Regions from separate parts of the Mus musculus genome. Here all the other regions are linked to region 1. A link is a contact called in public HiChIP or PLAC-seq and Micro-C data. All regions are on one chromosome and are shown on one strand. The core of a region is the stretch at or near the end of the contact, and the rest is flanking DNA. Distances in the headings are between cores, read along the strand shown. Region 1 overlaps Creb5 (cAMP responsive element binding protein 5). Region 2 overlaps Creb5 (cAMP responsive element binding protein 5). Region 3 overlaps Creb5 (cAMP responsive element binding protein 5). Region 4 overlaps Creb5 (cAMP responsive element binding protein 5).

What was found. A called contact is a pair of places that touch in the nucleus more often than the background predicts. HiChIP or PLAC-seq counts read pairs in DNA pulled down with a chosen protein or histone mark.
Region 2: an H3K4me3 HiChIP or PLAC-seq map of bone marrow-derived macrophages shows a contact between it and region 1, with 6 times the contacts expected there. The contact joins two enhancer-like sites. A contact is called at or near these places in 1 of 484 Hi-C or Micro-C datasets (macrophages), 3 of 115 datasets of contacts at active chromatin or transcription factors (bone marrow-derived dendritic cells, bone marrow-derived macrophages and large pre-B cells) and 1 of 9 other capture datasets (bone marrow-derived macrophages).
Region 3: an H3K4me3 HiChIP or PLAC-seq map of bone marrow-derived macrophages shows a contact between it and region 1, with 4 times the contacts expected there. The contact joins two enhancer-like sites. A contact is called at or near these places in 2 of 39 promoter capture datasets (cranial neural crest and macrophages), 4 of 484 Hi-C or Micro-C datasets (bone marrow-derived macrophages, embryonic fibroblasts, nephron progenitors and 1 more), 4 of 115 datasets of contacts at active chromatin or transcription factors (bone marrow-derived macrophages, cardiomyocytes and craniofacial prominence) and 2 of 9 other capture datasets (adipose tissue and macrophages).
Region 4: a Micro-C map of macrophages shows a contact between it and region 1, with 4 times the contacts expected there. The contact joins two enhancer-like sites. A contact is called at or near these places in 6 of 484 Hi-C or Micro-C datasets (bone marrow-derived macrophages, erythroblasts, macrophages and 2 more), 2 of 115 datasets of contacts at active chromatin or transcription factors (bone marrow-derived macrophages and embryonic stem cells) and 1 of 9 other capture datasets (bone marrow-derived macrophages).

The regions. Positions count from the first base shown.
Region 1 is chr6:53,586,743-53,592,592 of GRCm38.p6, reverse strand. The region is part of intron 5 of Creb5 (cAMP responsive element binding protein 5); the gene reads right to left. Gm33392 (a long non-coding RNA gene) reads left to right here. Exons shown (of 5, transcript XR_377683.2): 2 at 89-220; 3 at 591-787. Among named protein-coding and RNA genes, the nearest start is that of Gm33392, 3.2 kb to the left of the region's middle. Within about 2 kb of position 2,637, at least 135 of the 459 cell types and tissues checked have an H3K27ac peak or open chromatin away from gene starts, as enhancers often do. A contact at or near this core is called in adipose tissue, bone marrow-derived macrophages, macrophages and 2 more, where this site is marked.
Region 2 is chr6:53,367,912-53,373,761 of GRCm38.p6, reverse strand. Creb5 (cAMP responsive element binding protein 5) reads right to left here. Exons shown (of 11, transcript NM_001327821.1): 2 at 3,904-3,975. The coding sequence starts at 3,957. Among named protein-coding and RNA genes, the nearest start is that of Creb5, 84 kb to the right of the region's middle. Within about 2 kb of position 3,636, at least 66 of the 459 cell types and tissues checked have an H3K27ac peak or open chromatin away from gene starts, as enhancers often do. A contact at or near this core is called in bone marrow-derived macrophages, where this site is marked.
Region 3 is chr6:53,387,846-53,393,695 of GRCm38.p6, reverse strand. It overlaps Creb5 (cAMP responsive element binding protein 5), which reads right to left. Exons shown (of 11, transcript NM_001327821.1): 4 at 4,790-4,911. Among named protein-coding and RNA genes, the nearest start is that of Gm38815, 81 kb to the left of the region's middle. Within about 2 kb of position 3,030, at least 49 of the 459 cell types and tissues checked have an H3K27ac peak or open chromatin away from gene starts, as enhancers often do. A contact at or near this core is called in adipose tissue, bone marrow-derived macrophages, macrophages and 1 more, where this site is marked.
Region 4 is chr6:53,446,229-53,452,078 of GRCm38.p6, reverse strand. It overlaps Creb5 (cAMP responsive element binding protein 5), which reads right to left. Exons shown (of 11, transcript NM_001327821.1): 5 at 4,361-4,533. Among named protein-coding and RNA genes, the nearest start is that of Gm38815, 22 kb to the left of the region's middle. Within about 2 kb of position 3,323, at least 77 of the 459 cell types and tissues checked have an H3K27ac peak or open chromatin away from gene starts, as enhancers often do. A contact at or near this core is called in bone marrow-derived macrophages, macrophages and pro-B cells, where this site is marked.

The DNA of each region.
Region 1 (5,850 bases), core at 1,388-3,887:
AGAACTCAGAGAAAGCTCCAGCAACATATAGGAAAATTCACATGACCTAAAGGGGGAAACACAGAATTACAACTGTTTCACTCAACAGAAGACACATTAGGGAAGTGTGGGACGAGACAGAACAGTCTTCAATTTCCATATGACTCCGTGGTCAGTGTGACTCCCAAGGACAATCAAAGCAGAACAACAACAGCTTAACCAGAAATGAACGTCACAGGAAGTAAGTAAGAAACGCGGATGTCCCAAGAGCACATAGAGAAAGACAGCCAAATGGCTAGCTGAAGTGTTACCTTTGCCTAACACTTTGTTGGGCTCTTAAAATCATAGTTGTGTTCTTGTCTTTCCTGGGCTCAAGGGAGGAGGAGCAGGAGAGAAGGCAGACCTCTTGATCCTAAATGAGGTCTATCTTCAGTTATTTTAGCCAGGGTGCTCCACAGCAAACACAGAGCTGTGCAGGCTGCCATTCTCTAACATGAGTACAGTGCCTGGATTGGTTGGCAAGCCCAGCTAGCTGCCTCCTGGTTCTGCAACAGACTAAGAACATGGGCACCCTACAATTCCGCTCAATCTTGCTGCTTCTCCTTCAACAGGACCGTGCAGCTGTGACGTCAAAGTCCCAGGGATCACTAGAAGGACATTTGAGAGAGTGTTCCGACTATCTTTGGCCCTTGGACGATGCGAACCTATATTCTCTGCAGAAGATGATACAATCTGATTTAGAAAATAAGATCATTACTAGTATCATTCTGTAAAACAAGTTAATCTCATATTTTTTATAAGACTGGAGGTAAGGGGTGTGGGGAAAAAAAAATCCAGAAACAAACCAAAGGATGTGTGTTGAGTGCATGATTGTGATGCCTGGAGTGCCTGCCATCTTCTGGGAGAACTTGCCAGGACAGACTGCCCTGTTTCGGCTCTCACAGTGTGTCAGTTATCTAGACTGAGTTTGGCGCTCAGTAGGAGCTATAGTTTGAATGACTTAATGAGATTACTATATTCTATCCTGTCTCTCAATTCCTCGAAGTGGTACCCCTATGATTTATATGTGACAAGGATAATTTTTATTTTAAAATTCTTTCTCCAAGTCCTCACACATGTGAGGCAGTTGTTCTAACCCTGAGCCGTGCTTCCAACAACTTGTCATGATTTTATTTTTGATTTTTCTTGTCTTTTTTTTTTAAAGACCATGGTAACATGAAGTAGCATTCTGACTTTTAGGGAAGGTGTGGTCAGGTCAGATTAGCCCTTGTCTTAAGCAAGGGACATTGGAGCAGGGCAGGGGTTCTAGGAAGTCATTCTTTTGTACAACCTCCCAGAGCTACCTTCAAAGTCTACTGGCTTTGCAGGAGCTGAACTGATACTAATCTGAAACAATCAAATCTCAGCAATAAAGTTTGTAATTATGATACTTGGTATATACTTCGCACTTTGTATGGAAGGATCTCAGAGGCCTTCTCAGCCTGGGATGGACTGGACACACAGGCAAGTGGCCATGGCTGCTGCTTCCCTAGGGTCAGGGCTGCTTCTGTTATTAAGTAGCAAGATAGAGACAGTGGCCATGTTCTGTGCATGAACACACTCACCACACATACAAACACAGCAAGCAGATTACATACTAAAAGGCAAAAAAAGAGAGAGAGAGAGAGAGACAAACAAAACAAAATAAAATAACCTCCAAAACAACAACAATGAAACCTAAAAAGACTTGAATTTTGGATAAATTGGACTGTATTAGCTGGGTCAAACATTGAAAGCTAGGCTTCACTTTATTCTTAGTTATCATTAGCATGCTTGTATGTATGTACATGTATGAACGAGTGTGACTGTTTGAATCAGTCTTTTCTTCCACTATGGGGTCTGGAGAGCGAACACGGATGATAGGGCTTGTGTGGCCATTTCGTTTACCCACTGAGCAGTCTTATCAGCCCCAGGGTTGAATACTTTTGACCTGTTTTTCTTTGCTGTTTCTCCCAAGCCTCTTGTCACCGTATTTGTGAATACATTTGAAGGGGTGATGCACAGTGGAACACACCTCTCATCCCAGCACCTGGGAGGCCAAGACAAGAGGGTCACAATTGAGGCCAGCTTGGGTTCCACAGTGCAATTCTGCCTCAAAAACCAGTAAAGCCAACAAAGTATAGAATAGTTGTGGATAAATAAAATTTAAAAATTTAAATGTCTACATCTATTAAGGACATCAAGTCTTTTAAAAAAGCTTGTTTTTCTTTTAAGTTCATTGAGAAAAACAGACCAACAAACAAAAAATCTTTTAGGTGGAAATACTTTAGAAAAAGTCATGTAGAGGCACCTTTCTCTCTCCCCTGGTGGCCTTGTGTTGTGCCAAAGAGGGGTGACTTGTACTGTACCCAAATTACTCTCCAGACAGTCTTATTCCTGCCCTTAAATTAATGTGGAATTTGGGGTTTCACATTTAAAATGTAATTTGGACTCATTTTAGATGTCTTCCTACAGCTTAATAAACATCTTCCCCAGACAGATTCAGGGTCTGATTTTAATTTGTGGTAGGGTTGCAGGCAGCGTAAACGTCAGTTTCAGCTACAGAGAGTAAATCTGCCCTAGAAATAGAAACTGAAAGCGACTGGCAGTTCACTTGAGCACATACCACATGATGTTACCCACAGGAAGCAATGACTCCCTGAGAAGCCCCTACACTGGCCTGTGATGAGAGCCAAGTCTCTCCTCAGAGCCCTAAGCTGTGACCCAGAACAGAAAAGTTCCAGTGCTGCCTTCTCTGGATGTGTCGATCTGAAGTAAAATGGTAAAATGAACTAAGTTGTTGGTGGCGTAGGTTTGAGTATGAACAACCCGCAGGGCCACTACTGCTTCAGCCAGCCACTCATTCACCTGGGGGCCTTGGGCTAAGTCCTAAACGCCTCTGAACTTCCACTGCTTTATGTATAAAATATAAACAACTGACCAAGAATCTCAAAGAGCTTTATAACACTAAACTTACATCAGTTCCTGTGGTTCCCATAGTTAAGGAAGCTGACGTTGGAAGAGATCAACAAGTGCGTATTTCAGAGAAAGAATCCATCAGTTAAGAATATATCTGTCTAAAAGTCAAGGGAAATGGGTGAAGAATTTCTCACTGGGTGCTCTAGAACTCCAACTTCCTTGAACAATAGCAACAGCCCCCTTCTTCTTGGTTGTCCCTAACATTAAGCCTAACAGGGAAGGAAAGCAATGTCCTAAAGAGCAGGAGAGGGGACAATGTCTTCTCATGTACAGTCACAGGTATAAAACAAAGGTTTAACTTCATGTTATTTATTTGTATCTGCCATTTATTATCGTGCAGAATGACATTTTGAGGAGTCTTGGAAGACAGGCTCCCAGATGAATAGCTCTAACTTTTTAATGCAGTGTCCATTGGGACTGGCTGGAAACCTGGCATTTTGAAAACAGTAAAGATCCTTCAAACCCGAGAATGGAAGCATTGTAACTATCATGTATTAGATGCTACCGGCCCCGCCTGCTAAGCAGCCGGGATGACATTCATTAAGGTCCTATGCTGAGCTGTGGATGGTCACCCAGTGCCTGTGAAAGTTGTGAGCATCAATATGGTGGGCTAGAGACTGCCTAGAGAACTGGCTAAACACTATTCCTAGGGCAGCTGGACAAGTCTCCTCTGAGTAAAGCAATGTGCCTTCTCCATTTGAGTGTTCATCAAGCAACAGAGGGTCTGAAGGAAACCAAAGTTCTCAAGCAAAGGAAGGGGGTGCTGTCTCTGTATGATTACTTGTCTTCTCTTGATCTTGGGAAGGGACAACTCCCATGGATGCTTCTCTTTCTCAAGATCTTGGGAAGGGACAAATCCCATGGATGCTTCTCTTTCTCAAGCCTTCAGATTTCTACCAGGAGTTAGACTACCTGCTCGCCTGGGTCTCCAGCTGGTGGACAGCAGATTCTGGAGCCTCTTGACTTTCATAATATAAGCCATTAGCCAATTCCTTAAGTCAGGTAGGTATACAGGAGGTGGATAGATAGTTGGACAGCCCTCTACTTACGACAGGGCTGTATCTGGATAAACTCATGACAACTTTGTGAGTATATTTTGTAAGTCATAGCTGTATTTCATATACTATTGCAAGTCATACCTTAGCTGAGTTTACATAAAAATTATTAAAACATTTATATTAGTCTATATTTGAACAAAATTACTTATTCTAACAGTTATGTTATGGTAAAGTATCTCATTTGATTTATTGGGTCCTGAGCTGAAAGTGAAGCAGAAGGCTGGAAGAGTCTATGTTCCCAGCACCACAAACAACTGTAAGTCAGAGATCATCATCATCCATCCACCCACCCATCCATCTATCTACCCACCCACTCATCCATTCACCCACTCACCCATCCACCAACTCATCCATCCACCCATCCATCTATCCACCCATCCACTAACTCATCCATCCACCCATCCATCTATCTATCCACCCATCCACTAACTCATCCATCCATCCATCCATCCATCCATCCATCTGTCCACCCATCCACCCACCCATCCATCCACCCACTCATCCATCCACCCATCTATCCTTCTATCCACTTATTCATCCACCCACCTATCTATCCATCTATCCACTCACCCACTTATCTATCCATCTATCCATCCATCCATCCATCTCCTTCTTATTAGTGTGTTTCTCTGACAAAACTTGATTAATATAGTGCTCCATGCTTAGATTGTGACCCAAAGAGAGTGTCCCATATAACTTTACATATATTCAGTATGTGAACTAACAGAGTCTAGGTAGTAACATGATAGTTTAACATAGATATAATAGCATAGATATAAATAACGATGTCTTTCCAATCAAGTTCCTTCAAGTGGAGACTTCTAAAGTTGACCTGGACTCCATCCATTCTGGCACCATCCTCACTGCCAAGGTCCAAACACTATCTTCTCTTACTTGGTCTTCTGAAACAGTTTCTGCCTCTTGTGTTGTTCCTCTGTAGTCTAACTGCATTCTTTTATATATCTTTGTAAACTAAAAGGTTAGTCATGACGTTTTCCAGTACATCAACATTCTTCTATGGGTTTCCTTTGCATCTAGGACGTTCCCCCCCCCCCCCCCAAGAGAAAGCATCCTTTAAATGCTAAAGTGCTACACCTCTTGGAGGTAGTACTACTTTTCATTAATTTCCATGAATATAACAAGTTCTCTCCTGTTCCAGGGCCTTGACTCATCCTGTGGCCTATGCCTAGACTGCCTATCCATCTTCACTTTTGTTATTTTGTTATTCATCCTTTAGACCTTTGCTTAAACATTATTTTCTTAAAACTTTCTTCGAGTCCTAAGTCTGAGGTATGTCTAGTCTGTGGTGTGGTAGCCCCTGCTTGATACCATGTTGTACCTGTAGATATGTGTAATTGTTCAACGCCTGCCTCATATCTTCTATTCATAGCCCATGATAACTGGGGATGTGTGTGTCAGACATAATTATTCTGATTGATTTGACCATTGGGAAAGTTCATGCTTGCTGTCAGTTCATAGTGCTTCACGTAGAAGAAGGAGACAAGAGAATACCTACAGAGTCGCAAGGTTTATGGACCTGTAGAGATTCGACCAGAGCAGCACCAGGATGCTTGTCTGCTGTTGGTAACAGAGCTTCCTGAAGTCTGGGACTCTTTCTCTTACAGCACAAAGGGGAAAATACCAAATGGTTTGTTCCAGGAGTTCTGACTTTCCCTTTAGGTTAATGCCAAACCAACCACTCAACTGTTCTTATGAGAATTAAGTGCTTTCCACTTTTCTTTTTTTTTTTTTTTCTTTTTTTTTTGCCAGTGATTTCAGTTGCTTAAACTCTCCAGAAAGGTCAAAAAAAATTAAC
Region 2 (5,850 bases), core at 2,387-4,886, 220 kb after region 1:
CTCCAGCTTTAATATACTATTTTAAAATAATATTTTCTAAAGATTTATTTTCAATTGTGTGTGTATGTGTGTGTGTGTGTGTGTGTGTGTATGTGTGTGTAGCATGTGAGTGCAGGTGCCCACAGATAGCAGAAGTGGACATCAGATACCCTTTTAATTACAAGTAGTTGTGTGCCAACTAAAACAGGTGCTAGGACCCCAACTTGGGTCCTTTGTGGTATCACTACCTGCTTCTGACCACTTAGCATGCTCTCTAGCCTATAATAAACCACAATAGCCAGGATGAAACATTTAACCAGGTTTGTCTGCTTTTTGGTTGTTTGTTGTTGGTTCACAAAGGCTCACTACCCAACTACATAGCCCAGGCTAGCCAGGACCTCAGAATCCGTTTCCTTAGTCTTTTGAGCTCCCAGGTTATAGGGACAGGGCTGTAACACCGCATAGTAACTAAAGTTGCCTTCTGAATGAGCCAAGTAATCACAAATGGTAAATAAATGAGATACATAGTATAAAAAAGACAATGGAGCTGAAAATAACAACCCACCCAGGCCGCTAAGAAACCAGAGAGCATAGCAAGTGTGGTCCTTGTTTCTCCGGAGACAGAGTTTATATTTACAGATTAGAGCTGAAAGGACCTTCCGGGTGTTAGAGGCTATCCCCAATAGAGGGAAGTTTCTCTCCAAGGAAAGAAAGTGGAGCAAAGGAATCTCTCCATCATCTCCTCCAAGCAATGACAATCCTGTTTCATCTTCAAGGTGCCCTAATCTCTTCCTTGCATGTCCCCAGATTACAGGATGACACTAGGGCAAATGCTATGATATGGTCACAGACAGCACACATATAATCACACCAGCTGATATGACTCTGGGTTACTAATATTCTGCCAGCCATGACACTCAGGACTACCGGCTGATGTCTATGTCTTTGTTCAACTAAAAGATGAGCATAAAACAGTTTGTCAAGAAAAAGGAAATACTTTCACATAAAGGGCACACCAGCTTCTAGATACATCACTACATCTAAAACTGGGAGTGGGTGGGTGAGTCTTGGAATTGTCCTTTAAAATGGAGACATTACATGAATCTCAATTTCTCACAAGTATCCAACAGTTTCCACAGTCCACTTAGCCTCATTAAAGAAACACCTTGGCTTGCTCCTTCAACAAAATATTCAAGGTCACTCAAAATGGGGTCTAGTGAAGAACTGGGCAGTAAGGGCACAGTCAGTGACAGAGTACTTGCCTAGGTTCCTGGGTTCAAATCCTCAGTGCCTAAGAGAGAACATGCTTAAGCCAAAAGTCAACTGCACTCAATCCCCTCAGACTTTGCATGGAACTTGGCAGAGTCTCGCTCTCTCCCCTCTGGGCTCAACACTGCCGAGGTACCCACTGCCCTACAGGATGCTCTATGCCTTCTTCCTTCTTGGCACTATCCCTTCAAGCTCTCCCGCTCCTTCCCGCCTCCTCACTGGTGTCTCCATCTTGACTAAATTCACCCTGGCTATCCTTCAGCTGCCTCCCTCACAGGCTGCCCCTGGATCACTCTGCTTCCCGGCACTGCCTCCTGCTCCTGAAAGGCTCCTCTGTGCCACCGCTCCAGCTCCCTTGCCATCTGCCACCCACTCGCTCATTAATCCCTTTCAGTCAGGCCTCCACCCTCTGCTTTCTCCCATGTCTCCTTCGAGCACCTAGCTGCCAAATCCAACAGCCGTTGCTCCTTCCTCCGACTATCCCAGCTCCAACAGCATAGGGCACCAGTGACTACGTGACTATGGCATTGGCCTGCTTATATCTTGCCTGACTCCAGTGAGGGAAATGCAGCATAGAGCAAGGCATGGAACAGAGCTGGAGAGTATCAGTTAGAAGTTGGGGATCCAGAACAAAGGAGTACAAAAAAAAAATAATAATCAAGGCTATAACCCAAGTGAAACCACAGGCATTGCCAACTAGAAGCAATTTTGATCCTAGAGGACATCTGGCAACCTCTGAAGATGTTTTGGTTGTCACAGCTGCAATGTGCTATTGGCATCTGATGGGTTAAGGCAGGAATAACGCCAATCATTCTATAATACACAAGATAGTGCCCATGTCAAAGAGCAACTTGGTTGATGATGATGATGATGAGTTTGGGACAGTATATGCCATACAGCTCAATACGTATGCATAGATATCTCTCTCCTATCTGACTAATGAGAATCTCACATATGGCTCGAAGCTCTTCTCTGCTGGTATTCCAACCCTGGACATAGCTGGGAATCCTCACCTAGCCTGAACCCTAATTTTATTTTGATGGATCTCTGGAGGTCCTGTTCCATAGAGAAACCTTTCATTTCCCCATGCTCTGCCCCCAGCCCCCAAGTAAAGTCAGCTCCCCAGTGTGGTCTGTTGCTTCTTTATGAAAAAAAAAAAAAAACGCAACCAACTAGTTAATTTGTGATTTCATCATATGATTATAGATCTAATGCCCAGACCAGATACGTGTGTTTAGAGCACTGTGGTTTTCATGGGGCAGCTAGAAGCCTAGACACAGGTAAGTGCAGAGAAAGGGTATAGGCGGCTTGTAATAAATAAAACTTAATGTCTATTGCCACAGCCGGGCAAAGCAAATCCCTCCAATCACCTGGGTTCCTTTGGACAAGGAGGCTTTCCTTTGAAGAAACTGAGGGGTGCTTTTGTTTTAGTTAGGAACCAGGTTTTAACTTAGTAAGAAGATATTCTGCATTTACCATGGAAAGTCCTTATCTACCAGGATTTTCCCAGTTACTTATCAACCTATCTAGATTTCCCTAGTGTTTTCTACTTCACAGGGGCTTTCAAAACCCGTTTGCTCCAACATACTTTTCCTCTGCTAGTTTTCTTGTTTACAAGTTAGAAAGAAACACTGGCACAAACTCCTCTGATGCAAACGCCACGCTTTGGCTGCTCGGCAGCAACACCAGCAGCAACATTCTATATTTCTGGGAATGTGTTTCTCCAAAAACCCCTCTTCACATTCTCCTAGAATCCTCCAGGAACTCTGGGAAATAAAAATAAGAAGGATATTCATCTGAATTGTCCTGATCCCTAGGTGTTGCCCCACACCAGACTGCCAACACTATCACACAAACTAATGGGGGTGGGCCTTGGTTTCCTTGAAGGTATATGAAAATATGAAACGAGTGTAATCTTCCACGTCAGCAAAATGCTTGAGCTCAGACTCGGAAATGTGTCCTATCTGCCATAAAATAAAGATCTTGGTAGGAAAACCATTTCTACATATCTAAACCCCCTGGAACATGGCATTACCCAAAGATAGACTCTTGAGTCAGGAACAAAAATGTCACCTTCAAGTTTAAAGATAAAATGCAAAAATTTTAATTTCCACATAAAAACAAGATTGGACATTAGCTGAACACTAAGAAGAGACCCCAAGATTCTATCCTGCAAGCCAAGATATCCACTCCTCTTAACACGTTTGTGTCCAAGAACTATAGTTCAAGAACAGGCAGTCATAGGGGCGTACTTCTTCTCAGAAAGGAGTGGGAATCCAACCCATGACTATGAAACAACTCCTAAAAAGCACCCAGCATACATGCAAGCATAAGTACACACCACCTTCCCCTTTCTGAATGACAGTCCAGCGGAAATGGTGGGCAGGATGTGTCTGGCTTGCTTCCGGAGGAAGTTACTCATAGGGATGTCAACGCCACTGTGTTTTGGGGTGAAAGGGAAGTATTTCAAACTCTAAAGTGTGATCCAACAGTAGTGAAGATGAGAGTCCTGATGTCAATGGTTTGGGAGAGGCTGAAAGCATTTCAGTGAGGAAAGAAAGCCCAGTGGCTATGGTGGCCCAATGGGAAATAATCTTCCAGGGGATGGGAGAAGCATTTCCTAGCAGCTGGAGCACAGAGGATCCGCACACTCACCTGGGAGCAGCCTGGGGCACTGCAGACAAACGGCCTCTCCTGCTCCAAGTTCATCTTGGATTCCTCATAAATCTGAAGGGTTAAAGGAAAACAGAAACCCATGAAAATCGCTTTCCTCTGCTTTAAATGCATGAGAAAGACAATCACGGGGAGACATCTATTGCCATTCCCTAAACTGAAAAAGTTACACACGAACACAGTGAACATGGACCCCGTTCCAGTTCTTTGGCTCTCCTGATTCCAGTTCCTAGTGTGCTCTCCTTAGCGCATATTAAAGAAGCCATAATGATGTTGGAACCTAAAGCCTGCCCATCCAAAGGGAGCTGGTGGGTGCTACTGTCGGGTTAGAAGACCCCAGCAAGATCCCAAGGCAAAGCACAGCACCTGGATTCTAAGGAGAACTCTGAAACCGGGGAAGCCAGAGGGAGGCTTTTCAATTCTGTGCTCACCCGGCAGAAATTGAGTGTGGTCAAAACTGCCTTTGCCAATGATCCCAGTGCCAGGAAAGTGCGGCCTACATGGCTCTGTGGTTAACACACCTGTTGCTGTTGGCTTTGTTTCTTTTGCAATGACAGGAAGAACTATGCAAATTTAAGGGGCATTACTTAGGTGGTTTTCCAAATATCCTAAAACCAGCATTAGAATTGTGCTTATATATTGCATGCACTTTAAAGGGTATGTGGGTCTATTGTTAAGCTTCAGAACCGACTGCCTTAACCCTGGGTACAAGAAGCAATGTTTCTTTAAAATGCTGGCCATGGGTGATTCCAAAAGGAAGGTGGTGGCAGCTTGGCATCATGGACGAGTCGAGTCCCACTGTGCAAGTTCGTCCTATTTGTACATTTTATACTTGCTTCTCCAAACACTAGTATCTCATCCTCTCACTTTTCCAAAACGTAAAGTGAGGAATGTTTGCCTTAAATAACATTGCCAGTCAGAGATGAAAATTCAAAACTAAAAACAGGGGGGGTTGGGGGAGGTAAACCCCCTCCCAACTATGATGTACTTGGCAGGCAGTTTCTCAACCTGTGGGTCATGCCCCGATTGGGAGGGTCATTCACAGGGGTCACATATCAGATGTCCCACATATTAGATATTATGTTACAACTCAGAACAATAGCAAAATTACAGATATGAAGTAGCAATGAAATAATTTTATGGTCAGGGGTCAGCACAGCATGAGGGTTTTAAAAGCTTGCAGTGTTTAAGAAGGTTGAGAACCACTGCTCTGGAAGGACTTCACATGGGCTGATTAGCATAACTTTATGCTTTACTAAATTAAGCATTATTTTGTATGTTCCTTTTCTGAGTTTATTTACATTTTTCTTATGAGCTAATGTTCTTAATTTTTGTTTTTCAATAAACACATATTTATGGAATATAAGGTAGAAATCCAACAACTCATATGCGTCCTGTAATGTTCAAATTGTGGAAATTAGAATGGCTCCTTAAACACTGTGTCTTGGTGCTTGGACCATGCAAACCTTTCCCTGCCACTGCTTCCAAGCATATGGAAAATGTTTTATGTTTATGTATTATATTTACAAGAAGAAATTAAAACCTAGGTGTATTTGAAATCTCTTCTCTTATCCAAAGAAAGTTCTAAGCAACAATATTTTCTATCTTTTTATTTGTTTATTTAATTTTAATATTGCTGATCTCAGAACATCACTGCTTCCAATGACAAAAAGTAAAGAGCAATGATTTTGACTGGGGAGGCAGAGTAACCACAATAAACTAGCTTAAGAAATAGAATAAAGTAGCTTACCCTCTAATTAAATCTGCCATGTTTGTCTAAAAAAAATTCAGTGCTTTCCTGGAAATGCCTTTGTGTCTGTGAGTCTGTCTGCTTGGCAATGGCTTCATGCCTCAGTGTCCCCACCTTGACAATAGGTGTAGCAATATTTATCTTCAGCCCCTTTGTTCCTGTATCTGATTCCATGGCTT
Region 3 (5,850 bases), core at 1,781-4,280, 200 kb after region 1:
CTAGGCCCTTTGTCCTTCCTTCTTTACACACACACACACACACACACACACACACACACACACCACGTGCAAACATGTACAAAAACCATGTGTTCACATACATGCAAAACAACTTCTTGCACATCACATGCAAAACTGCTGCTGTGTCAGTAGATGCCTGCTTCTGTGTTACTCAGATTCTTTTCTAGAAAGGAATTAAATGTAAAAGGCCTTCTTTATCTCAAAACAAAACAAAACAAAAACCTCAAAACACACACAAAAAAAAAATACCCCTTTTTACTTTTCCTTTATTCTGACCTTGATCACAAAACTAGTGCCCCACCTTTCTCCTCAGAGTGTCTGAGGCAGCTGTACCTCAGTTTGACTCTTCCTGACTCAGTTTCCCCAGAGTTGAATAAGGCAGGAATTGGAGCGCTCAGGGAGACTGCCCAGGTCCAGGGTTAGAGGTCCACTGCACACCCAGCGCTGTCAGAAGCAAGTCCCTTCTGTCTTATGAACTGAGACATCAGCCTCTCCTCAACCTGTTCTGAAAAGCCTGCACTTTCTCTAAGCCTCCTCTTCCTGTTACTTTCAGTATATTCTGCCAGCGAAACCATTGCCTCTGTCCTTAAAAATATACTTAGACGCTAGCATGTCCTCCATCTCTATTTTGGGCAATTGTACTTCTAACATTAACCTAGATCCCCCCTCCCCAATTCTTCCTTAAATACTTTCTCTTCAGCATCCAACCACTGGCTTTCTGCTCAGTGTCCAAATGACTTCTAAAGCATTATGTCAGGCCCTGTCACTTCTCTGCTCAGAATCGCCCTATGGCTTCCTATCCCATTTAGAGTCAGAGTCAAAACTGACCACTCCAAAAGGCCTGCATCACCCTCGCCCTCCTGGGCCTGCCTTCCCATACCCAACTCTCTAGGGCATCCTTCCCTGACAACTTCTGCAACACACACTCCATCACTCAGTCTTAGGCCTTCACACTCAGTCTCTGTTTTCACAACTCATCTTTTCTGGCTAAGAACGTCTACTTGTCTACTTGGGTCTCTAGGTCCCCTGGGTCGGGATGCCCTCTCTGAACACACCCAGCCCTTCCTCAGCTCCTTGGCATTGAACTCCATAGTACATTGTGGGGCATTTTTCGCTGATGCAATGTCTGGTCCATAAGAAGTAAGTCACCTGAAAGCTGAGACATTTTGCGTACTTGTTTGCTTGTTTGTTTTAACCACTTGTATCTATTAGTGTCTTCATCAGTGCCTTGGGTAGCACTTGGTATATTGACATCTCCCTAAAACATTTCCTGAATGGAACCTGATGCACAGGCTTCAGGATACAGGCTGCGGAGTGCTAAGCCACGGGCAAGCTGAGCTTTGTAATGCCTGCTAGAGAATCATAACACGCTTTCAGAGTTGGAGATTTCTTACAGAAGAGTTATGAAGCAATGAGCTTGTATTGGTATCAAAAATAGAGGTCATCTTAGAGACTGGAATTTGCTGTGTAATATTGATACAGACACTGGGGTCTTCTGCCCCCGGCTGTGATCTGCTCTAACCTTACATTCCATAGACACACTGAGATTATTTTGGAAAAGGACATCAGAATTAAAGGCAGAATCAATAAGATGCAATTGTTTCGATGGGCACTGAGACTAATAAGCATCCACTCCCTATCTGCCTGGTGTCTAGAGCTTCTAACCCTACAGCTGGAAATGTAAAGAAGAAGCATAGGACATCAAAGGCCAATTCCCCAAGTGAGCGAGAACTTCCCTTCTGTAGAACTTTACTGATGAGCCAATTCAAGACTTGGACAGAGAGTGGGCAGGGGAGATGCCATGCAAGCCTGAGGGCCTGAATTCAGAAAGCCAGGCGTGGCATGTTCACACACATGAACACACACACACACATATGAGAGAGAGAGAGAGAGAGAGAGAGAGAGAGAGAGAGAGAGAGAGAGAGAGAGAGAACTCTGCTCAGGTAAAGAAATCAGAAAAAGGTTTGTGTGTAGAATAAAGGTGACACAATTGGAGTTAGGGATACATCTGAGAAACGGAATGCTTGCCTGTCACCTCCGGCACTGTGAAGAAGCTCACTGAAAATGAAACCAGCACCTGAATTGACAGGAAAGCAGAGGAGACGAGGAGAATAGGAAAATGATAAGGAATGCAGTGAACGTGGCCTTCACCATCTCTGCTTTTTTTCTTTTTTTTCTTCTTTTTCCTTTTTCTTTCTTTCTTCCTTTCTTTCTTTCTTTCTTTCTTTCTTTCTTTCTTTCTTTTCTTTCTTTTTTTTTTTTAATAAGAATAGATGAAGTGGGCAGCATTAGGCTGCAGGCCTTCAGGGATGCTAACAGCTCCAGAATAGCAGTCCTGGAGGAAGGCGAACGCACACTATCATATAGGGAAGGATAGGGAAGGATGCTGCTTCTGTGCTTTCCTTACCCAGGGGTTCTAAAGCCATGCCAGGGCATAAACCCCCAACACAGCCGCTTTGCTCATGAATCCCTGTGCATTAGTCACTGGGGAGCTGTCTCCTCCTGTAGTGATGACCACTCAAGGCTGGATTTGGTCCTTCTGGCTCAAACCAAACAGAGGGTGAGGGAGCCTCAACAAGGTGAATGTGGCCTGATTCCCAGTGCTTGCTATGGTGTCCTGGGGGGCTGTCTTCAGGCTCCTCTCCACTCCCTCAGCACACACCCCCACCATTAGCGTATCCCATGGCAACGAGCAACATTTGAACATAAGAGAATATTATTCTGGCCTCACCACAGTCTTCTGCTCAGTGTCACTTGTTTCATTATTTACTTTTTAAATTTCAAGGAGTTCATGTCGTTTTAACTTACGAAAAATTTAAAGCAAGTCACCAAAACCTGTCTAGCATGAAAATATTTTTTGTATAATTAGAAATCAGGGCCAGAGGAAATATAAACTAGAACTGAAAGTCTAGCAGATGGAGGAAGTAAAATATTACTCATTATAGTGGTCTAAAGAGCTCTCCTAGTTCAGCAGTACTCCGGGCTTCTCGAGGATGTAGCAGTCAGAACAAAAAGAGAAACACAGCCAGTCCATGCTTCTCATGGCCACAAGCAGAAAATGCTCGAGTTCCTCAGGGGAAGCAAACCCTTTCCTGGAATTCAGATCTGTAAAAACTGCTCACAGAAGGCTTCACTCGGGAGCCATGAATAACTCACAGTGAGCTTGCCTCAAGCCACACCCCCCAATGGAGGCGGCATGGAACTGTTCCTGGTAAAAGACCTTTAAGGAAATCAACAGCACGCACTTACAACCAGTCTATCAGCAAGAGTGTAGAGACAGATTTGACCGTACGTATCTTTATCTTAATCTAAGAAGCCCACTTTGACTGTCTGGAAATTGAATGACACTGTTTCCTCAAACAGTCTTCTACATATACGAACTGATCAAAAGAATTAAACTTATTAGTCCAACTAGTTTATTAATTAAACTGCATTGTGCAGGACTCCCGGGTCTCCCTTGCTATTCTCGTGAGTTTTTAAGTTTATCTGCACTGCAGTGATAAGCAGGCATATCTTCTAGGTTTTTGTAAAGTGTTTCTGAGAGTGCTTCAGACTTTATGCTTTGCCTCACAAAGAACAACAGATCTGAGCATGTTTGGAAAAGTGGGAAGAGAAGTGAGAGGGCAGTTCATTATAATCAGAGTGAGCTGCTTGAGACTGTATCCTGCATCGTGCATTTTACTAAGACAGGGCGGCTTAGTCACCATGAGCTAGCCCTGAGCTAGCGAGACATGTGAATGTGACATGAAAATTGGATGGAGAAGGATTATTATAATCATACGCATAGGAAGAGTCAAAGGCTTGGAAACAGAAAATTATCAAAGCTTCTTAAAACCTCCAGTTAAAGCGTCTGGAATTTCAGGTCACAGCACATCTAGCTGGGTGTCCCCTTTAACCATCTTCCGCGTTCTACACGTCTCTGCATGGACTGTGTCGCCCATGCTCAGCTCGCTGTGTGAGTTCAGTGACACCCTGTGACAGTAGCCAAGAACTCACGGGAAGCACACTTGTCCAAGTTACCTGTGGGCCCACCTCCTTTCCTTAATCTTGTGAGGTGATTTTTAAATTCTACCAAAACTTTAAATATGTGGACGAAATATATAGACAAATATATGGACAAAAAGAACCTGAAGAATCTCACTAAGAGACCTAGAGTTGTAGCTAACCGGTTTGTCTCACCAACAACATAGGTAACGTGACCAGGAAGTGGTTATACTCTTGGTGGAGAACAAGCAGAGATTATGGAAAGCAGACAGCTGCAAGCAGGGCCTGAATCAGATGAAAATCCTCTTTTCTGCCTTTTGAGGAGTTTTTAGCCTTTGGCCTGATCTCCTCTGAACGCACTGCGTATGCAAAATCTGCTGTTAAATACTTAAAAAAAGAAAAATGAAAAAATAGCAAGGTGAATTCATTTGGCACAGCTTTAAGAATAAGGAACCTTGAATTCCATGTTTCAGACACCCATTTCCCCACGATTAATCGGAGCTCTGTATGCTCTCACAATCAGAGATACACCACTTTAGAAGAAAAAAACAGTTTGACAGACACCCACAAATCGATAAAACACGATTACAAACAGGCATGTTGGCACACACCTGTAACCTTACTGTCTGGGAGACCAAGTAACTAGGATCGTGAGTAACAGCCTGAACGACTTAGCCGGATCTTTTCTACTGATCTGTGAACAATTCAACACACTTTGCAGTGGCAGACACACCCCACACCGTGCTGGGCGACACACCTCCGGTGTCCACCCGGGCCCACCTACCCGCTTGCTGTTCTCTTCCTCTTGAGCCTTCCTGAACTCGTGCTCAAAGGAGCAGTCCAGCTCGCTGAAGAGACCCACCTCTTCACAGTTCTTCAGGAATCTTGTGGGCGTCGGAGTCTGATCTGAAAGCAGAGGCCAGAGATCAATAACAGAAAATTTCCTCAAATGCATTGTAAATAGAACCAAACTCCTTTGTACTCTCCCATCATCTTAACAGGATGCTCAACAGCTGCCGACAATCTCCCAGCCCTTTAACCACAATTGCCATGTGGAAGGAAAAAAGCATTGAGAAGAAGAGAGCCACTGGGAAGAAGAGAGGACTTCCCAGCCCTCCTGACCACACCCGCACCCTCACCCCTGGACAACAGTAAACATTATTCTTATCCTCCATATCTGGAGTCAATATCATCTGGATAGACATCACCATGTGAATGGGAACGAGCCTTTTTATTTTAAGTGGTAAAAAAATAACTTAGCTAAAATCAACTCCGAAGTTGTTCTGTCTATGCCACTCTCAAACTTGACTTTAGGAGTCTGGTAAGAGAATGAGAGTATATTTTTATAGAAAACAAAAAGAAACAAACAGGCCCGCTAATTTCTCCTTCTTAATGCAAAAAAAGTAGCTCAGCAATTTTATCGCCTGAGAACCAGAGACGGATGATAAGGGGTTCCAAGTCAAACACGTTCAGCTTCCATCTTTTATAAAATATATCATTATTGATTTTATTTTCCTGTGCTGTAGCCAAAGGAATGTCCTGCAAATACCCTCTAAAAGGAAAGGAATTTCTTTCATAGTCTGGACTGTCTACAGAGCTTACTCTTTAGGAAACTGGAGGAGCTGAAGCCATGATCTGTGGATGCAATATTTGCAGTCTATGTAACATTTCACATCCATGTACTCACAAGACCCTAGAGAGTAAGTAAGATAGAATTACAAGTTTGTAGTCCCCAAACAGACCCTCTTCCTTCAGATTAGGTAGACTTGGCATGAATAGCACTGAGCAGAATTCTTTTCCCAACGTAGAAGATGCAAGAAACAGAAGAACCTAGATATCACACAC
Region 4 (5,850 bases), core at 2,074-4,573, 140 kb after region 1:
TTGAGGTATTTAGGAAAACTCTTAATAATGATATCAAACGTGGGATTTGCAGCACATTTTAAACTGTGGTGTCCTATTATCTTGATTTTTAAACTCCCTGTCTGTGAATGCAGCACTTCTCAACCTCGCCTTATTTCTTTTTCACACAGGAATAGTGCTAGGAGCTCCTTGCCTCTGAACGCCCACCCCGTCCCTAGCTAATGGCACTCCGAATGACAATGGCAATCCACACAGCGGAGCCTCCTTGTTCTCCTTGGAGAAAGCAGCCGTGCCTTGCCACCTATGCTTTACTTTCGATTTTTATTCTTTATGGTTTGTTTTTGTTGGTTTTCCTCCGTGTGCCCGAGGGACCATCACTGGACACTGTCCATGACATAGCATAAGGAATTGCAAGGAAGCACCAGAAAGCAGCATAGGCTGGGTGTGAAGATGTGGAATCCATGCTAACGGCGCCTTCTTATATAAAACAAGTTTGACTCCCAACACTCTGCACTGTTTATTATGGGGAAGTAGAGTTGCCTAGCCTCAGCTCCGTGCAAATAGAGTTTATGACCCCATACCCACTTACTATGCATGATGTAGGCATTTGTACCCCACGGACTAGAATCTGAGTGAAATCAGGGAGGGATTTACCACCTAAGCAGCTTCATATATGCACTCTGTATTGCCACATTTGGCTAACTAATGCAACCAAAATGTTTCACGTGTATATATTCTAATGCATACAATTTTCATTATAAGCGATTACTGTGATGCCTCCCTCATCATGAGCATGCATTTACCCAGTATACAGAGAAGTAAAAAGCAAGAAGAAAATCCATAGAATAGGTCAGTGGGTCAACAGTGCCTCTAGCAACCTGTCAGAACCCTCTACTGTAGAACGTTGTTGAAGAACTCCGTGTCCTTCCTTATTATCTGCATCACCCACCCGAAGAGGGACTGCGCATGTATCACCTAGCACCTCAGAGGGAAACGGACTTCTCTAAGAACGCTTGGCTCTATTAGGATCACCACCTAGATTCTCCACTAACCCCCTGCTCCTCGAGAAATGCCTCATGTTAAGAGAGACACTGAGAGGCGCGTGGGATTTACATTGCGATTATCTGCTCCTGTGCCATCGTTCCCAGCCTTGGCTGACTTGATCCTGAGTTAATGAGCGTGTTATACGATATCTAGTAAAAATGACTGGGGTAGAGATACTGTTTGGAATGTGCCACATAGCTGGTTCAAGGCTAAATCGATTTCATCTCTAGCTAACACATGCTTGTTTTCTGTCTCTCTTGTCTCTCCACAACCCATAGCTCATTTTTTTTAACCCCATCTGGGAAACTTATCTCCTAAAACACCCCCATCAATCAGCCAAAGACACTCTTCCCGACAGGGCATCTGCCAGTTTTACTGAGCACAAGCAGTCACTGGTTTGGAGATGCCTCCCACATTCGCCAGAGCTGTGTGTTTTTCTAGCCTGTCTAACCACCCAAGTGCAATTTGGGATATTTATACTTCCCTGCAGTTTCTATTGAGATAATAGCACTACTTTTACAGAATTGAGCAAAGGGCATAGCAGGGGTTGCTGTGGAATAGAATAGAAGCTGAAGCTGCTGCGTGTCCACATACTTAATATTTCTTCACTTGTTTTGGTCTGCTTTGTCTCAGTGTCTGCCCCCCTCAGCCCAAGTGTGAAAACTAGATTCCTACAAGGGTATGTACCCTTGGTCGTGGAAGGCTTTACTGATAACTGGCATCACATCCATTTTGCAGACCTTTATGCCAAGCCTCTAAGCTTAACCTTTACAGCATGAAAAGGGGGTGGGGGCAGGGAAGGAGGGAGGGAAGAAGAGAGAGACAGAGACAGAGACAGAGAGAGACAGAGACAGAGAGACAGTGAGAGAGAGAGAGAGAGAGAGAGAGAGAGAGAGAGAGAGAGAGAGAGAGACTTGGCTACAGAATCTAAGCCCCAGTGAAAGGGAAGAAAAGACAGGGATAGGAGTCAGGCAGTCCCGTCTCCTGCAAAGTTCCAGTTGTGAATACACCCGCTGGCCACAGCACAAGAGTGTTATGCGTGGGCACAGGTGGGTCCCAGTCTCTCTGGCTGGATGCAGCTTCAGCACCTAGCCTGAATGAAGACTTTCATTGCTGTGTGCTGTTTTTGTTGGCCAATCGCCATGACAAACATTTGCAGGTGGCTTGGCCAGATTTTGACACTTAAATATTTGAGGTTGTGATAAAAATCAGAATATTACTACAATATGGTTCTCTATGCTCATGCATGTGCCCATACGCACACACACACACACACACACACACACACACACACTAGAAATTTTTAAAAAGCTATCTGCAATTTCAAATGCTCATTTGCCGACATCTCCCAGGGGAACTCGTATTTTAAAATGAGCACTCATTTCCTCTTTGCTGAGGGAAATAAAAGAGCCAACCATCCCCAAGTGTTACCACCTAGGGTTCCATACTCAATCCACTGGTGAGAAGGGCAGGGCTGGGTCCTGCTGAGCCCCTCGATCATCTGGGCAGAGCTTTGGATGGGTCACGTGGAGGAGAAGAAGCCCAGGAGTGACAGGATGTGGGGGTTTTGAATCAACAGAGTAAGCACAACAGGGAAGGATCTGGAGAAAAGAAATAGCCTCCCTCAAGCTGGGCAACGAGACAGAGACAGAGCCCTAGAAGTAACAATTATCTCCTAGAACACATACACACAACGCCCCCAAGAAGCAGAAAGAACGGCAGAGTGACACAGCCTACAAATGTCACCCAAAATGTACAGTCTGGGGCCAGCTGGGTAAATTATTGACAGAGTCAACACCCATCTTAAAATTTAGTGCTAGCCTTAAAAGGATTGCTTCATAAAACCCAGTGCTGCGTTAACAATGGGGAACACTAAGGGCCTCAGAGAGGGTTGTGGGCAGGGGTACAAGGGGCAGGCGAGGGCTGCAGGGGGGGAAGAATGCTGTAAAACTGCTAGTAAACTCTAGCACATTTTATGCTTTTCCCCCCTTGAAAGAAAAATAAAATAATTATAATTAGCTGGTCCAGCTGTGAATTGTCTGCCCGCAGCCAGGGCCCAAGAGAAAAAGGAGTCCCCCGGGATGCAGACACCATCTTTAATGAAGCCACATTACCTTCCAAGGACATTGTGGTTTAGAGATAGTGGCAATACTTGCTTTTCAAGTTGCTTGAGAAGAAACCATTAGCAAAGATACTTGGCTAGGACGATACCCGCATTTTAAAGCAAAAGCAAGGACCCGGACATCCACACTCACTGCCTGTGCTTTGTCCCTCTGAGTCACCTAACCGAGAAGTCTGAGACACAGTTCCCTATTCTAGGGCACTCAAGGAGTGAGCCAAGGCTTTGTCCTGTGCCCACTCTTGTTCTCAGGGAAAAGGCACTAGGAAAAATTGTAAGGAAGCCTCAAAATTGTGTTTTAAGTCACCACAGCTAGTAGCCCCCTGAGAATTCAGACTGCATTTGGAGGTGAGTACAGCACACAGCAAGTTCCCCTTCTGGTTTCAGGGGCAGCCAATTGCCAGTGCCCATCAATGTACGCACAAGAAGTCAGTGCCTCTCTTCAGAGGCATGTAAAGAACAAACTCCATCCTCATTCTGGAGATAAGGAAGTGGGGAGGTTAAGAATTCGGCGTTTCTAAGAAATTGATGAGTAATGCCCGCATTGCTGATGGTCAGACCACACTCTGCAGCAAGGGGCCAAACCAGTCATATGATGTAAAGAAGCGAGAACAATTTCCAAGACATGATATGTATAGATGTCAAGATACTTCTACCAGTTTCCCTCAAGGTCTTAATATTGCCTTGTTTCATAAATGAGAGGGAAGGGCCCTGCTTACAAGTATAGGCCAATGGAAAGGCCAGGAAGGGCTGACGAGAAAGAAATAACAAGAAAGAGAGGTGGGAAGAAAGACCAGAAAGAATGGCAAGTTGTGGAATACACAGGTGTCCCAGCCAAGCAGCTGCAAACCCCCTAGGAAGGAGTTTGTGGTTGGGGTCACACTGCCAGGAGGTGCCTGGGCTAGCAGAACTCCTCTCTGTTGCCACCGACCATTGCTCCTGAGCAGTCTTCTGCGGTCTGCATGACACCACTAATTTTGTCTGCCATTCACAAATCTTATTTGAAGAAATAAGGTCACATAATGAATAGCTTTCCCCCTCGACATCTAGGATCAAAATAGCCCCAAGCAAACGGAGACGCCTTTTCTCATCCAAAGCATCACTCTTTTGGCAGCATCATATCAGACGGGAAAAACAACAAATCCAAGCACTAGAACCAGGGAGAATATACAAAAGGTTGCCTGAGCTCTTCCAGAGACAGAGAGGAAGTCTTCTTACCCAATCTGGCGGTTGGTGGAAGGAGCCTGAGTGATGACCGAGCTGGACTGGGGAGAAGGCATGGCTTGCTGAATCACAACGCTGCTGTCATGGTTGGGCATCCGAGTGCTGCCTAGCTGGTGAGCTCCGGGTCCCGTCATGGTCCCACCAACTGTATTATGCATGGAGATATTCTGCCCAGAGAAGACAGAGGAGAAAGGTCAGAAGGAGCCAATGTTTCATCTACTCCCCACACCTCCAAGGCCAAAGCTGGAAATCTGACCGTGTTGCCTAAACAGAGTTAGAGCTTCTAGCAAGGCAAGGATTCATTTTTCTTGCTATACCTGAACAGTTAAGAGGAGGTGCAAAATAAATACTTATCCAAAAAGTGAAACATACCTGGAAATAAATGCCTTGACATTTGCTGAGCATACTGCCACCAGCCATCCTGAGGGAAGGCTCATGTGGCAGGAAGTAAGGATGGGTAGTGTATACCTCACCTGACTAAGTGATGCACACTGCACCAGAAAATGGTGGTACAGGGTGCTGTGATCTTGTGGATTTCATCCATCTTGATTCCGTGTATGCATCATACCAGGTCGATTTCCTTGCTTTCAGTTCTACAACACTATAGCCACCTACCTTCTTTTCAAAGAATCATATTTTTCTAGATATAATCATGGTGCTAAACAATCTATAAACTGTGTAGATTCCAATATAAGTTCTAAAAGTAGGTTCTAATGTAGATTCTACAATGTGATGGCTCTACTAGATCAAATTGGGGCCCTGGGCTCCAGTGTCAAGAATAACACAACATATTTCCATGTCTTAAAATCACCCTCTGGCAACCACATGGATTATTGGAATGATGGTACATGGAGCAGAGTAGCCCTTCAACAAACGCTATTGCCCAGATGAACTAAAGAAGCAATATCCGAGTCACACAACGGGCTACTGCCATGCCTGGATTTCTGATGATCCTGATGAAAGCTGTGGGGTTTGAAATAAGCTAAAACAAAAATGCGTTAAATAAGTATATTAGGTAGAAAAGCAAGCCAGTGGGGCACCAAGGTGGGAATGCATATGGAGGCCGAAGAAGACTGATCAAGGCATGAGGGCTGACATGTGACAAAGTCAGAACCTGGCAAACGAGAGAAGATGCACGGACATCAAGGCACAGGCAAGAGTCTGCAGCAGACCCCTGGGCAGGCAGGCAACATGTCCGTCAGCCTAGAAGGGCCGGGGAGTTCCAGAGGTTGATAGGAAAATAAGATGAAGATGCGGGGGAAAAATGGAGTGTCACTTGCAATTCACTTGAGGGAAAAAAAAGTATATATTTGTCCACACTTTGGTGTTACCCAGGGGGAAAGAAATCAAAGGAGATCATGAAGTGGCCCTTTGAATTTCTTCTGCCAAGAGCAGGATTTCCTGCACTATGTGTTAAATGACAGTGATAACATGTCAGGTACTGGGGGTGGCTACACCCATCACGTGACACCTTTCCCAGGTTT